Regions from separate parts of the Mus musculus genome. Here region 1 is linked to region 2. The links are chromatin contacts, called in public ChIA-PET maps. All regions are on one chromosome and are shown on one strand. The core of a region is the stretch at or near the end of the contact, and the rest is flanking DNA. Distances in the headings are between cores, read along the strand shown. Region 1 overlaps Snx9 (sorting nexin 9). Region 2 overlaps Arid1b (AT rich interactive domain 1B (SWI-like)).

What was found. ChIA-PET counts read pairs in DNA pulled down with a chosen protein or histone mark.
Region 1: an RNA polymerase II ChIA-PET map of memory CD8 T cells shows a contact between it and region 2, with 6 read pairs. The contact joins two enhancer-like sites. A contact is called at or near these places in 2 of 115 datasets of contacts at active chromatin or transcription factors (memory CD8 T cells and microglia).

The regions. Positions count from the first base shown.
Region 1 is chr17:5,881,068-5,887,421 of GRCm38.p6, forward strand. It overlaps Snx9 (sorting nexin 9), which reads left to right. Exons shown (of 18, transcript NM_025664.6): 2 at 5,930-6,016. Among named protein-coding and RNA genes, the nearest start is that of Gm35474, 36 kb to the left of the region's middle. Within about 2 kb of position 4,569, at least 98 of the 459 cell types and tissues checked have an H3K27ac peak or open chromatin away from gene starts, as enhancers often do. A contact at or near this core is called in memory CD8 T cells and microglia, where this site is marked.
Region 2 is chr17:5,235,305-5,241,474 of GRCm38.p6, forward strand. The region is part of intron 4 of Arid1b (AT rich interactive domain 1B (SWI-like)); the gene reads left to right. Among named protein-coding and RNA genes, the nearest start is that of Gm34854, 14 kb to the left of the region's middle. Within about 2 kb of position 3,462, at least 164 of the 459 cell types and tissues checked have an H3K27ac peak or open chromatin away from gene starts, as enhancers often do. A contact at or near this core is called in memory CD8 T cells and microglia, where this site is marked.

The sequences.
Region 1 (6,354 bases), core at 3,319-5,818, 650 kb after region 2:
CTGGAGCTGAGGCCGTGTGTATAGGAAGTAGTCAGTAGACACTGGAGCTGAGGCCGTGTGTATAGGAAGTAGTCAGTAGACACTGGAGCTGAAGCCGTGTGTATAGGAAGTAGTCAGCAGACACTGGAGCTGAGGCCGTGTGTATAGGAAGTAGACAGCAGACACTGGAGCTGAGGCCGTGTGTATAGGAAGTAGACAGTTACACTGGACCTGAGGCCGTGTGTATAGGAAGTAGACAGTTACACTGGAGCTGAGGCCGTGTGTATAGGAAGTAGACAGTTACACTGGAGCTGAGGCCGTGTGTATAGGAAGTAGTCAGTAGACACTGGAGCTGAGGCCGTGTGTATAGGAAGTAGTCAGTAGACACTGGAGCTGAAGCCGTGTGTATAGGAAGTAGTCAGCAGACACTGGACCTGAGGCCGTGTGTATAGGAAGTAGACAGTTACACTGGAGCTGCGGCCGTGTGTATAGGAAGTAGTCAGCAGACACTGGAGCTGAGGCCGTGTGTATAGGAAGTAGTCAGTAGACACTGGAGCTGAGGCCGTGTGTATAGGAAGTAGTCAGTAGACACTGGAGCTGAAGCCGTGTGTATAGGAAGTAGTCAGCAGACACTGGAGCTGAGGCCGTGTGTATAGGAAGTAGACAGCAGACACTGGAGCTGAGGCCGTGTGTATAGGAAGTAGACAGTTACACTGGACCTGAGGCCGTGTGTATAGGAAGTAGACAGTTACACTGGAGCTGAGGCCGTGTGTATAGGAAGTAGACAGTTACACTGGAGCTGAGGCCGTGTGTATAGGAAGTAGTCAGTAGACACTGGAGCTGAGGCCGTGTGTATAGGAAGTAGTCAGTAGACACTGGAGCTGAAGCCGTGTGTATAGGAAGTAGTCAGCAGACACTGGACCTGAGGCCGTGTGTATAGGAAGTAGACAGCAGACACTGGAGCTGAGGCCGTGTGTATAGGAAGTAGACAGTTACACTGGACCTGAGGCCGTGTGTATAGGAAGTAGACAGTTACACTGGAGCTGAGGCCGTGTGTATAGGAAGTAGGCAGTAGACACTGGAGCTGAGGCCGTGTGTATAGGAAGTAGGCAGTTACACTGGACCTGAGGCCGCGTGTATAGGAAGTAGTCAGTAGACACTGGAACTGAGGCCGCCTGTATAGGAAGTAGGCAGCAGACACTGGAGCTGAGGCCGTGTGTATAGGAAGTAGGCAGCAGACACTGGAGCTGAGCCGTGTGTATAGGAAGTAGACAGCAGACACTGGAGCTGAGCCGTGTGTATAGGAAGTAGACAGTTACACTGACCTGAGGCCGTGTGTATAGGAAGTAGACAGTTACACTGGAGCTGAGGCCGTGTGTATAGGAAGTAGACAGTTACACTGGAGCTGAGGCCGTGTGTATAGGAAGTAGTCAGTAGACACTGGAGCTGAGGCCGTGTGTATAGGAAGTAGTCAGTAGACACTGGAGCTGAAGCCGTGTGTATAGGAAGTAGTCAGCAGACACTGGACCTGAGGCCGTGTGTATAGGAAGTAGACAGCAGACACTGGAGCTGAGGCCGTGTGTATAGGAAGTAGACAGTTACACTGGACCTGAGGCCGTGTGTATAGGAAGTAGACAGTTACACTGGAGCTGAGGCCGTGTGTATAGGAAGTAGGCAGTAGACACTGGAGCTGAGGCCGTGTGTATAGGAAGTAGGCAGTTACACTGGACCTGAGGCCGCGTGTATAGGAAGTAGTCAGTAGACACTGGAACTGAGGCCGCCTGTATAGGAAGTAGGCAGCAGACACTGGAGCTGAGGCCGTGTGTATAGGAAGTAGGCAGCAGACACTGGAGCTGAGGCCGTGTGTATAGGAAGTAGACAGCAGACACTGGAGCTGAGGCCGTGTGTATAGGAAGTAGGCAGTTACACTGGAGCTGAGGCCGTGTGTATAGGAAGTAGGCAGTAGACACTGGAGCTGAGGCCGTGTGTATAGGAAGTAGTCAGCAGACACTGGAGCTGAGGCCGTGTGTATAGGAAGTAGGCAGTTACACTGGAGCTGAGGCCGTGTGTATAGGAAGTAGGCAGTAGACACTGGAGCTGAGGCCGTGTGTATAGGAAGTAGACAGCAGACACAGGAGCTGAGGCCGTGTGTATAGGAAGTAGACAGCAGACACTGGAGCTGAGGCCGTGTGTATAGGAAGTAGACAGCAGACACTGGAGCTGAGGCCGTGTGTATAGGAAGTAGTCAGCAGACACTGGAGCTGAGGCCATGTGTATAGGAAGTAGGCAGCAGACACTGGAGCTGAGGCCGTGTGTATAGGAAGTAGGCAGTAGACACTGGAGCTGAGGCCGTGTGTATAGGAAGTAGGCAGTAGACACTGGAGCTGAGGCCGTGTGTATAGGAAGTAGTCAGCAGACACTGGAGCTGAGGCCGTGTGTATAGGAAGTAGACAGTTACACTGGACCTGAGGCCGTGTGTATAGGAAGTAGACAGTTACACTAGAGCTGAGGCTGTGTGTATAGGAAGTAGACAGTTACACAGGAGCTGAGGCCGTGTGTATAGGAAGTAGACAGTTACACTGGAGCTGAGGCCGTGTGTATAGGAAGTAGGCAGTAGACACTGGAGCTGAGGCCGTGTGTATAGGAAGTAGACAGTTACACTGGAGCTGAGGCCGTGTGTATAGGAAGTAGACAGTTACACTGGAGCTGAGGCCGTGTGTATAGGAAGTAGTCAGCAGACACTGGAGCTGAGGCCGTGTGTATAGGAAGTAGTCAGTAGACACTGGAGCTGAGGCCGTGTGTATAGGAAGTAGTCAGTAGACACTGGAGCTGAAGCCGTGTGTATAGGAAGTAGTCAGCAGACACTGGAGCTGAGGCCGTGTGTATAGGAAGTAGACAGCAGACACTGGAGCTGAGGCCGTGTGTATAGGAAGTAGACAGTTACACTGGACCTGAGGCCGTGTGTATAGGAAGTAGACAGTTACACTGGAGCTGAGGCCGTGTGTATAGGAAGTAGACAGTTACACTGGAGCTGAGGCCGTGTGTATAGGAAGTAGGCAGTAGACACTGGAGCTGAGGCCGTGTGTATAGGAAGTAGGCAGTAGACACTGGAGCTGAGGCCGTGTGTATAGGAAGTAGTCAGCAGACACTGGAGCTGAGGCCGTGTGTATAGGAAGTAGACAGTTACACTGGACCTGAGGCCGTGTGTATAGGAAGTAGACAGTTACACTAGAGCTGAGGCTGTGTGTATAGGAAGTAGACAGTTACACAGGAGCTGAGGCCGTGTGTATAGGAAGTAGACAGTTACACTGGAGCTGAGGCCGTGTGTATAGGAAGTAGGCAGTAGACACTGGAGCTGAGGCCGTGTGTATAGGAAGTAGACAGTTACACTGGAGCTGAGGCCGTGTGTATAGGAAGTAGACAGTTACACTGGAGCTGAGGCCGTGTGTATAGGAAGTAGACAGTTACACTGGAGCTGAGGCCGTGTGTATAGGAAGTAGACAGTTACACTGGAGCTGAGGCCGTGTGTATAGGAAGTAGGCAGTAGACACTGGAGCTGAGGCCGTGTGTATAGGAAGTAGTCAGCAGACACTGGAGCTGAGGCCGTGTGTATAGGAAGTAGACAGTTACACTGGACCTGAGGCCGTGTGTATAGGAAGTAGACAGTTACACTAGAGCTGAGGCTGTGTGTATAGGAAGTAGACAGTTACACAGGAGCTGAGGCCGTGTGTATAGGAAGTAGACAGTTACACTGGAGCTGAGGCCGTGTGTATAGGAAGTAGGCAGTAGACACTGGAGCTGAGGCCGTGTGTATAGGAAGTAGACAGTTACACTGGAGCTGAGGCCGTGTGTATAGGAAGTAGACAGTTACACTGGAGCTGAGGCCGTGTGTATAGGAAGTAGACAGTTACACTGGAGCTGAGGCCGTGTGTATAGGAAGTAGACAGTTACACTGGAGCTGAGGCCGTGTGTATAGGAAGTAGGCAGCAGACACTGGAGCTGAGGCCAGTATCTATTTGTGAGTCTGCATCCATTTGTGCTGCCACAACAGAATGCAGAGGGCAGGCAGCTTACAGAGACTGGAATTTATTTCACCAGCATTACAGATACAGGGAAGTCAAATTCAAGACTCTATTAGCCCTCCTTCTGTGCATCAGGTGGAGGGGAGGATGCCGGTCCTCACGTGGCAGAAAAGCTAGAGAGTAAGCCCTCTCTAAGAAGTCTGGTTTGTAGCAATGCATTCTGAGTGTAGTAGCAGCTCCGTTAGGTTCCTGCTCAGAACACCGGACCCGGGGTGATGGCTGAACATGAGCTTTGAAGGGCACACACTCTCCAACCATCGTGTTGTGGCTGTTCACCAATGTCTAGAGTGCGAAGCAGTTTCCACCCATCGCTTTGCGTGTCACTGTCTCGCATTCCACTTCACAGAATTACACATAGTCACCAGGGCCTTCAGGATTCAGTACCTGGGGAGCAACTGAATTTAGCTGAACTGAAAAATGCAACAGGCATCTCAAGGAGCAACAACAAAGCAGCAGGTTGCTCCCCAGCCTGGAGCTGGGCCAGCAGGCCGGGCTCTGCTCCAGAGGAAGCTCACTTCCTTCCGCAGGCCGCCCTCCCATTTATCTCCCCCTGCCCTCGCCGCAGAGGGCTGAGGTTGATGTGACATGCCTCCAAAAAACATCCCACAATGTGACAAGCAGAATTCTATCGACTGTGCAGCTGTGTGAGGACAGTACCTCCACGTGGTTTCTTTGTCCGTTGTCCTGGGCTGTGTAGACTGGCAGTGTTTGTCCCCTTGCCTGTCCCTCAGCCTCAGCCCCTTCCTTGCTGCCAGGAGACAGCGGATGGGGTTTCTTGACTGACAGACTACACTGCCATTTGTTTCTTTCCAGGATTTTTTTAAGGAAAAATTTCAAATGTGGGCAAAAGTCAAAAAAATTTTCCACTGAACATTATGAAGCACCCGTTAAAGCGTGTCGGAGCTTTAAGTACCTGGCCCATGGCTTGTTCACAGATAGTTTCTATTACTTTTGTATGTATTTCAAGGTAGTGGGGCCCCTCTCATCTTCTCACTACGTGTGAGTCTTCCATCTCTGTTAAAATAGTTGGAATTGAAGCAGCTCTGAGAGGAAGACAGTGGTGAGTTCAGGCTGGTCCTTCTCTGCTGGCTGCTGGCTACTGGCTGCTGGCTACTGGCTGCTGCCTGCTGCCTGCTGCCTGCTGCCTGCTGCCTGCTGCCTGCTGCCTGCTGCCTGCTGCCTGCTGCCTGCTGCCTGCTGCCTGCTGCCTGCTGCCTGCTGCCTGCTGCCTGCTGCCTGCTGCCTGCTGCCTGCAGGGCGTTTACTGAGGATAGGTTTAGTGAGTGCAGCTGCACTGTCCTCTGTCACAGCCACATGCCCCACAAGTAGGTGATCCACTTTGAAAGTTCGAAAATCAGAGCTATTTGGGAGAACTGGCTAGTATACATAGTCCTGTTGTAGCTCTTGGTCCGGCGGAAAGTGTGGAAGAGTGTCCGTGTCTGCTGTGTGAGGCTAGAAGTCATCCTAGGGGCTAGCTCCTGGGCTGAAGAGTGATCCCAAGAGTTTCTGTCGTGTGTAAGGCTGGCATAGCATGCCTGCCTGTGTGCAATGCCTCCATTCCTGAGTGGACCCATTACCAGTGCCTGCATCTGCTTCTGACCACATGGAAGGGGAGGGCTTTTGCTTTAATGAAGCAGGTGTGTTTGGAATTGTATTTTAGGACCAACCTCTCTAAATGCAATATGTGCAGGGGCTCTAGTCATTGGGTTCTGAAGGAGCTAGGTGTCCTGAACTGTCTCTCCTTTTCTCCTGGTCAGCCACAGGCACTGTCAGGTTCACACAGTTGCACTTACAGGCAAGCTAAGATGTTGAGATCTGTTTTGGACTTAACATTTGTAACGTCCTCTTTTCCTGCCCACTTCCTGCAGGCTCGGGTCATGTACGACTTTGCTGCTGAGCCTGGAAACAATGAGCTGACCGTTACTGAAGGAGAAATCATCACAGTTACAAACCCGGTAAGAGCGGGCGAGCGTACAGTGCTGTGGATGTGCGTTCATGTGGTGCCTTTCTTCTACATGCTCAGCAGCTCACATCGGTGTTTCAGCTGGTGCTTATGAAATGCTGATGCTACAAGAAGCTGTCACATGCACACCTAGAGAAGTTCAGCCCCTGCATGTGGCTGAGTGTGTGACTAAATTTATTGCGCCTCTTTTTTGCTGGTGTTCCCTAACATTTGTAGCCTGCCAAGCATCTGTTGTGGTTCTGAAATCAACTCCCAGTGGTTTGTCCCTACGCTACAGGGCTGAGTCTCTGTAATACATAGGCAGTCATGCCGACGGTCCTAAACAGCTTA
Region 2 (6,170 bases), core at 2,212-4,711:
CCAGATGCAGGTTAATTCCAAAGTTCATACGACCAAAGTTATAAACTCTTTTACCAAGTTGACTTTTAATTCAAGACTCAGTGCTGTGGTAAAAAGGCCTGTATGTTGCCAGCACATCTGGAGATGGTTATTGGTCGCGGAAGAGCAGAAAATCACTCAGGAGGAGTTCAAAACTCGGGAGTATTTTTGTCACACATGCCCCACACACACACACACACACACAAGGAGCATGCAGTGAGAAACACCCGCTTTTCACGTGGCATGTTTCATGCCCATGCTACGCGCCCCTCTGAATTTGCAATGGCTATATACTTCATGTTAAGAATGTTCACCTGGGACCAGGGAAATGGCTTAGTTAGTGAAGTGCTTGCTGGGTAAACATAAGGACCATTGTGTTTGCTGACCCTGAATTCAGGGTCCATATTCCCAATTAAAAAGCAAGGCACCGTGGAGACAGGAGGATCTGTGGGGCTTGCTGGATAGCTAGACCATTGGTCAGCTTCAGGGTGAGTAAGACATACTGTCTCAATAAATAAACAGTAATGGAGGAAGACACATGAGGTGACCGTAGGCCTCTCTGTGCGGTTGCATCTGCACATACACTGCACACAAACAGGTATGCACACGTCTCCCCCCCCCCTCTCTCTCTCACACACACACACACACACACACACACACACATATATTCATGCACGCACACACGCACGCACGCACACACAGTTTTCACGTCAAAACCTTTAAGACTAGCTGTTACTTTATGTGCTGATTCTTACATTTTATTTATTCTTTTACAGTTTTATCCATTATATATTTGATCATAATCGCCCTCATTAACTTGCCTTATCCCTCTCCCGCCAAATCCCCCTTTCTTCCCAAAGCAAGATGCCCATCCTACTTTTATGTCTCTTATTTTGAGGAAATATAAGTGTTACAACGTTTTTAATGGTATGCTTAAGACTGAATTCTGCCTGTGTAAAGTGTCAGCTTAGCTCATTATCCCAGAGATGTCCCCTTAAAACGAGAATTGCCCACAATGCAATCATTGCTTGAGTAGAGCTGCAAATGAGTCGGGGGCAAGTTGTTCCCAGAGGAGCTCTTGGCTATCTGCATGGCGTGGAGTCTGACCCACATTTTTCTGTGTAGTTCCCTTGGCTTTGGGGTATGTCCCTGTCATCCATTGGAGTCTGTGACTTTTCGCATCCATGATGAGTATTTTCTCCGGCCAACCTCACACATCAGTTGGCGGAGCGATGTATATATTGTCCTGTAGGATAAAGAGGTAAAGTTTTGAATGCGAAAGCTGAAAGGAGGGTGGTTTTCAGACCTCAGGTCTGAGGATTTGCTCTGTCTTTCTGACATCCTTCATGTCTCATATTGAGACCGGAACTCTAAGCTTTTAAAAACTCAATTGCCATCTAGACAAATGAGCAGGGGGAGCCTGGGCAGGCTGCTTGCGATTCGGCTTTGTGCTGAGAACCTGGGAAGTCGTGGGAATCTAAGTCACTGAGCATTCTTACTTTGTGTGCCAATTATTAGCTCAACTTAGATATCAACTTCAAGGTACATTTGCATCAATGCTTGAAGTTACAGTACCAAAATAAGCTGGGAAGGTGTGAAGTGACTTTATTGTACTTTTCAAGTAGGCTAAGAAGCTAATGAGGAGGCTGGGTCTTTGACCCCCTGAGGTGATGCTTGGTAGTCAGGCTGAGAATTCATTCATAAAGTGTAACAGCTGGGTCAGTAGTTTCAGGAGAGCTTTTGTGGTAAATATTTAGAACTGTTTGCATGTGCTGGGTTATGTTGTGTGGTGTTAATACGTTCGTTTTCATTTGCTCTTGAACATTGGAATCCATCTTGTCTCTGTCCCGTGCTTAGCATAAGAGTCGGTGTCCTTAAAGTTAGGGTCTAGTTGAAGGTATGCGTGTGGTGTCTGTGTATGCATGGGTCTGCGTCTGTGTGTGTGTGTGTGTATGTGTGTTGAATTGTTTGAGAGTGTGTTTCTTAGTGTGTGTTGTGAGTTGTCTGAGTGTGTAGGGTGCGTGTTTCTCTGTGTATTTCTTTGTTTCTGTGTGTATATGGGGTGCATGTGTTTGTATCTCTGTTTGTGTGTGTTGAATTGTTTGAGTGTGCGCGTGTGTGTGTTTCTCTGTGTTTCTTTGTTTCCGTCGGGGGTTGCGGGAGGATGGAAGGCAGGAAGGTCTTCGTGCAGCTGAAGATCACTGAGAGTTCTGAAGAGTTGTGATCCGGTGTTTTAACCCGTGCCTTGCGCCCCTGGGAAGTCACAGTGAGACATCATTAGCTGTGTCCTATTAAAACCCTGAAATGAGGCCTGTGCCTGTTGCATTGATTGAAATATCTTCTCTGTTCCTAACTCTGTTTATCCCGTGTCCTCATGTGGCGTGCTTAAGCAAGGGATGCCCGAATGTGTGCCGTGTGGGGCAGCTCACCATCAGGGCTGATCTCTCCTCCAGCAGCTAATTGTATCGAGAGCTGTGGCTGGGAGTATTTGCAAGTTCATTTGCTTTTTGAAAACCCACTTATTTAATTAAGCAAGGGAGTACAATATGCTAGCTTATTCCCAGTTCTCTAAATCAGTATCGTGTCCCAGTGTTGACTGAACTTATCCTGGGCTGACATGTGCTGAATTGAACACCATACCACAGAGCCAAAGAAATTCTGATGTAGTGACTCATAAATTTTAAAGTGAGTATTCTCAGGGAGGTTCCTGCAATGCATAGACTTGAGAAAGCTTCTACTTAGTGTTTGTGTGTAACGTTTTACAGTGACTCCTGGACACTGTCTTCATATAGTTTGCCATGTGCTCTCCTTCTCTATTACTGCAACCACATAAGAAATCAGGCTTATTGTTGAGTTGTAATAATTCAGAGAAAAGTCAGATGAAGTTCCTGTTGCTGTTTGTGGTATTTCATCCACTGACCAGTCACTTGAGTTAGACTGAGATTTGTCCTTGGGACAGTGAGGGGTGTGAGGTTGCAGTGGTAAAGTGTGCAGAGACCTTGCCTTGAAATGACTTTAAAAATTAAAAAGAGAATACTGCAGGTTGTCATGATGTTTGATACAGGGACTTTTAAAACTAAATGGACCCTTGTTGATAACAGTGAGCTCACATCAGCTGTGTTGTGTTGATAAATATTCAGTATTCTGGGTGGCATTAAACAGAGAAAACCCAATGCAATAGCAGAACCTCAGCATATCAGGTTATGAAGCAGGAACTTTGCCCTTCTGTCCACTGGGAAAGAGAGGCCATAATGGGTGCTGTGAGGCAAGGCCTACAGCCTCCACAGAGCCCTCGCTGCCAGCCCTCCAGCAAGATGAATAGAAGCAGTGTAGCTTGAAGGTGCCTCCCTGGGAGGAGATGCAGGACAGCTTTGCCTGTGCATGCAGGCCTCTCAGATCTGACTTTGGTACTTACCGAAGAGGGAGCTGGTGCCCTGCTGACTAACTGTCCTCTGGGGAGTGTCACCAAGGCTGACTGCTTAGAGCGCTACCGAACTTCCTTTATTAGTATGCTTTAAGATAGCTCTACATACAGAGACCACAAGGATCTGCAGGGCAGGAGCGTTTCTGTGTCATTTACATATAAAAGTTCCAAGAGGGTATAGCAGTAATATAAAAATTATATCTTTTTATTGCTCTTCTGTTGCACCAAGGTCTAGTCAGCGCCGAGCTTCTGATGACGTGTGAGCACGAGGGCGCTGCCATTGTTATATTTCCCTCTTGATGCTTCCTCTGTCAGCCTGTTGAATAACAGAAGTGGTTTTGATGCCTCTGCAGCGTGCGCGAACGGGGCTCGCTAACACCCCCTCTTGTCGCTTTCTTCAGCAAGGAGGTGGAGTTTTAAGGGAGGATGGGGAAGAAATTTGTAGGTCATGCAGAGAATTACAGAAATTTATGAGTAACATTCCAGTTTTTATGAAGGAAGATTTGCATAAAATTATTTAACTACAATTGAAAGCTGCATTTACATTGTATCTGTTTAACTCTGTTTGGTCTGCAGTAGAAAATGTCTACCTAGCGATTTGCCAAATTATCTTCTCTGTAAAGGTGTGGGATAAGTGTTTCCTCTCAAGGAGCCTTAACGTGGATGGAGTGTGCCTCACTGGCTGGTATTGGCAAAGCACCTGCTCAAAGGTTCATGATACAGGGCTTGCTTGTGAACTCGGGGTCACGGGCTCTGTCACAGGCACCCGAATCTTATATGTCATCTCGTCCCAGAAGAGTTTTTCTTTTGTAGCTTTTGCTTTTTTAAGAGAAAACTTGTGCAATTGTTTAGCTGTTGTTTTGATTTGGTTTCTTTTTCTTCTTATCAAAGCTAGTTAGTGAGACAAACTGCACCCTCACTTTGGGCTAATTAGCCAGTCACATCAAATTGTAAAGTTGAGCTTGGTCCAGTGGAATGAGATACCATCACTACTCCACTAGTGGTTTAAGAAAACAACAAAAGCCATTTTGGCAAGTGACCTTGCTAGCCCACTAGCTTTTAGGATATCCTTTTGGCAAAAAGAACTGTTTTACAAAGCTACTTTAATTTCCTGTGTTTTGTTCAGTGCTGAGATTATCCATTCGCAGCGAACCCTCCATCTCAGTCAGTCTTTCAGGAGGTTTTGGTACTGTTGCTGGTAAGATGTGCAGGAACGAATGCAGGCCGTAAGGTCTTCTTGTGGGTCACCTGAGACCTGTCTAGCGCCAGCACCTAAGCCTTTGCATCAGGAGTCAGACAGTAAACATCCTCAGCCACGTGGTCTGGCCCAGTTGCTCAGTCCCTGCCTCAGCTGTCACAGGAGGAACCAGGGGTTGCTGTGTCTTGCTATAGGGAAATACAGGGAGGCCACCATTTGAATTCCATGTTTCTAGTCTGTTAACAAATACTGATTTGGGTTGTTGTTGGCTTTGTATTTTGTTTTGTTTCAAGTACTTAACCATGTGAGCTTATGGGCTGAGCATAGTTAGAACTTACCTGCAACCCATAGGTCATGGTTGCAGTCATTTTGCAAGTTCTTGAGTTGGTTACATGGACTAGGAAGGACATACCTGGGAGGCAACCACAGCAAAGATTAGCCCAAGATGCCTGCTCCTTTCCCGCAGATCCACGCCCGCTCAGTTGTCGAGTAGGTACAGCGAGAAGTGAGCTGGAGGACGTGTCAGCCTAAGTTTTGTTCCTAGAACTGCACTAATTGTGTGGGTGGCTCGTTTCTGAGTTGTGTGTAGCATATTACTGGATTAATAACCTTCCTTTATTCCTACCTGGCTTTGTAAAAGCGAAATCTAATTTATAAGATCTGAGGGGGACCATCACTGTGTCAGTGTGTAATCAAGTTTAAATAGAAAGTTCTACCTACTGTGTGTGTGTGTATGCAAAATCAGGTATGCCAGTTGCCTACAGCAAAAATGTTTGTTTTATCTCTGAATTCTGAAAATTCTGATTCAATTTACCTCATCTATTTGAGAGTTGATAATACCATTCCCAGAGGTTAGATATTTTCAGTCATCATGTTATTTTTCATAAGCAGAAATTTGACTTTAAAGATTGCTCTTTATTTACTTAAACCAATGGCATTCTTGTCTTGAAATGTTTTATATAAATGTCCTGGTTTTATGGGCCTGATGAGCTATAATTTATACTTTTATCTTTGATAACATTCTCCTAGAAAGAAAGCTCCTACTATAATCACTGTCCAGGGACCAGGGTCTAGTCCACAACTCACTGTCCGGAGCCTAGGGTCTAGTCCACAACTCACTGTCCGGGGACCAGGGTCTAGTCCACAACTCACTGTCCGGAGCCTAGGGTCTAGTCCACAACTCACTGTCCCGGGACTAGGGTCTAGTCTACAACTCACTGTCCGGGGACTAGGGTCTAGTCCACAACTCACTGTCCGGGGACTAGGGTCTAGTCCACAACTCACTGTCCGGGGACCAGGGTCTAGTCCACAACTCACTGTCTGGAGCCTAGGGTCTAGTCCACAACTTACTGTCCGGGGCCTAGGGTCTAGTATACAACTCACTGTCCGGGACCTAGCGTCTAGTATACAATTCACTGTCCGGGGACTAGGGTCTAGTCCACAACTCACTGTCCCGGGACTAGGGTCTAGTCTACAACTCACTGTCCGGGGACTAGGGTCTAGTCCACAACTCACTGTCCAGGGACTAGG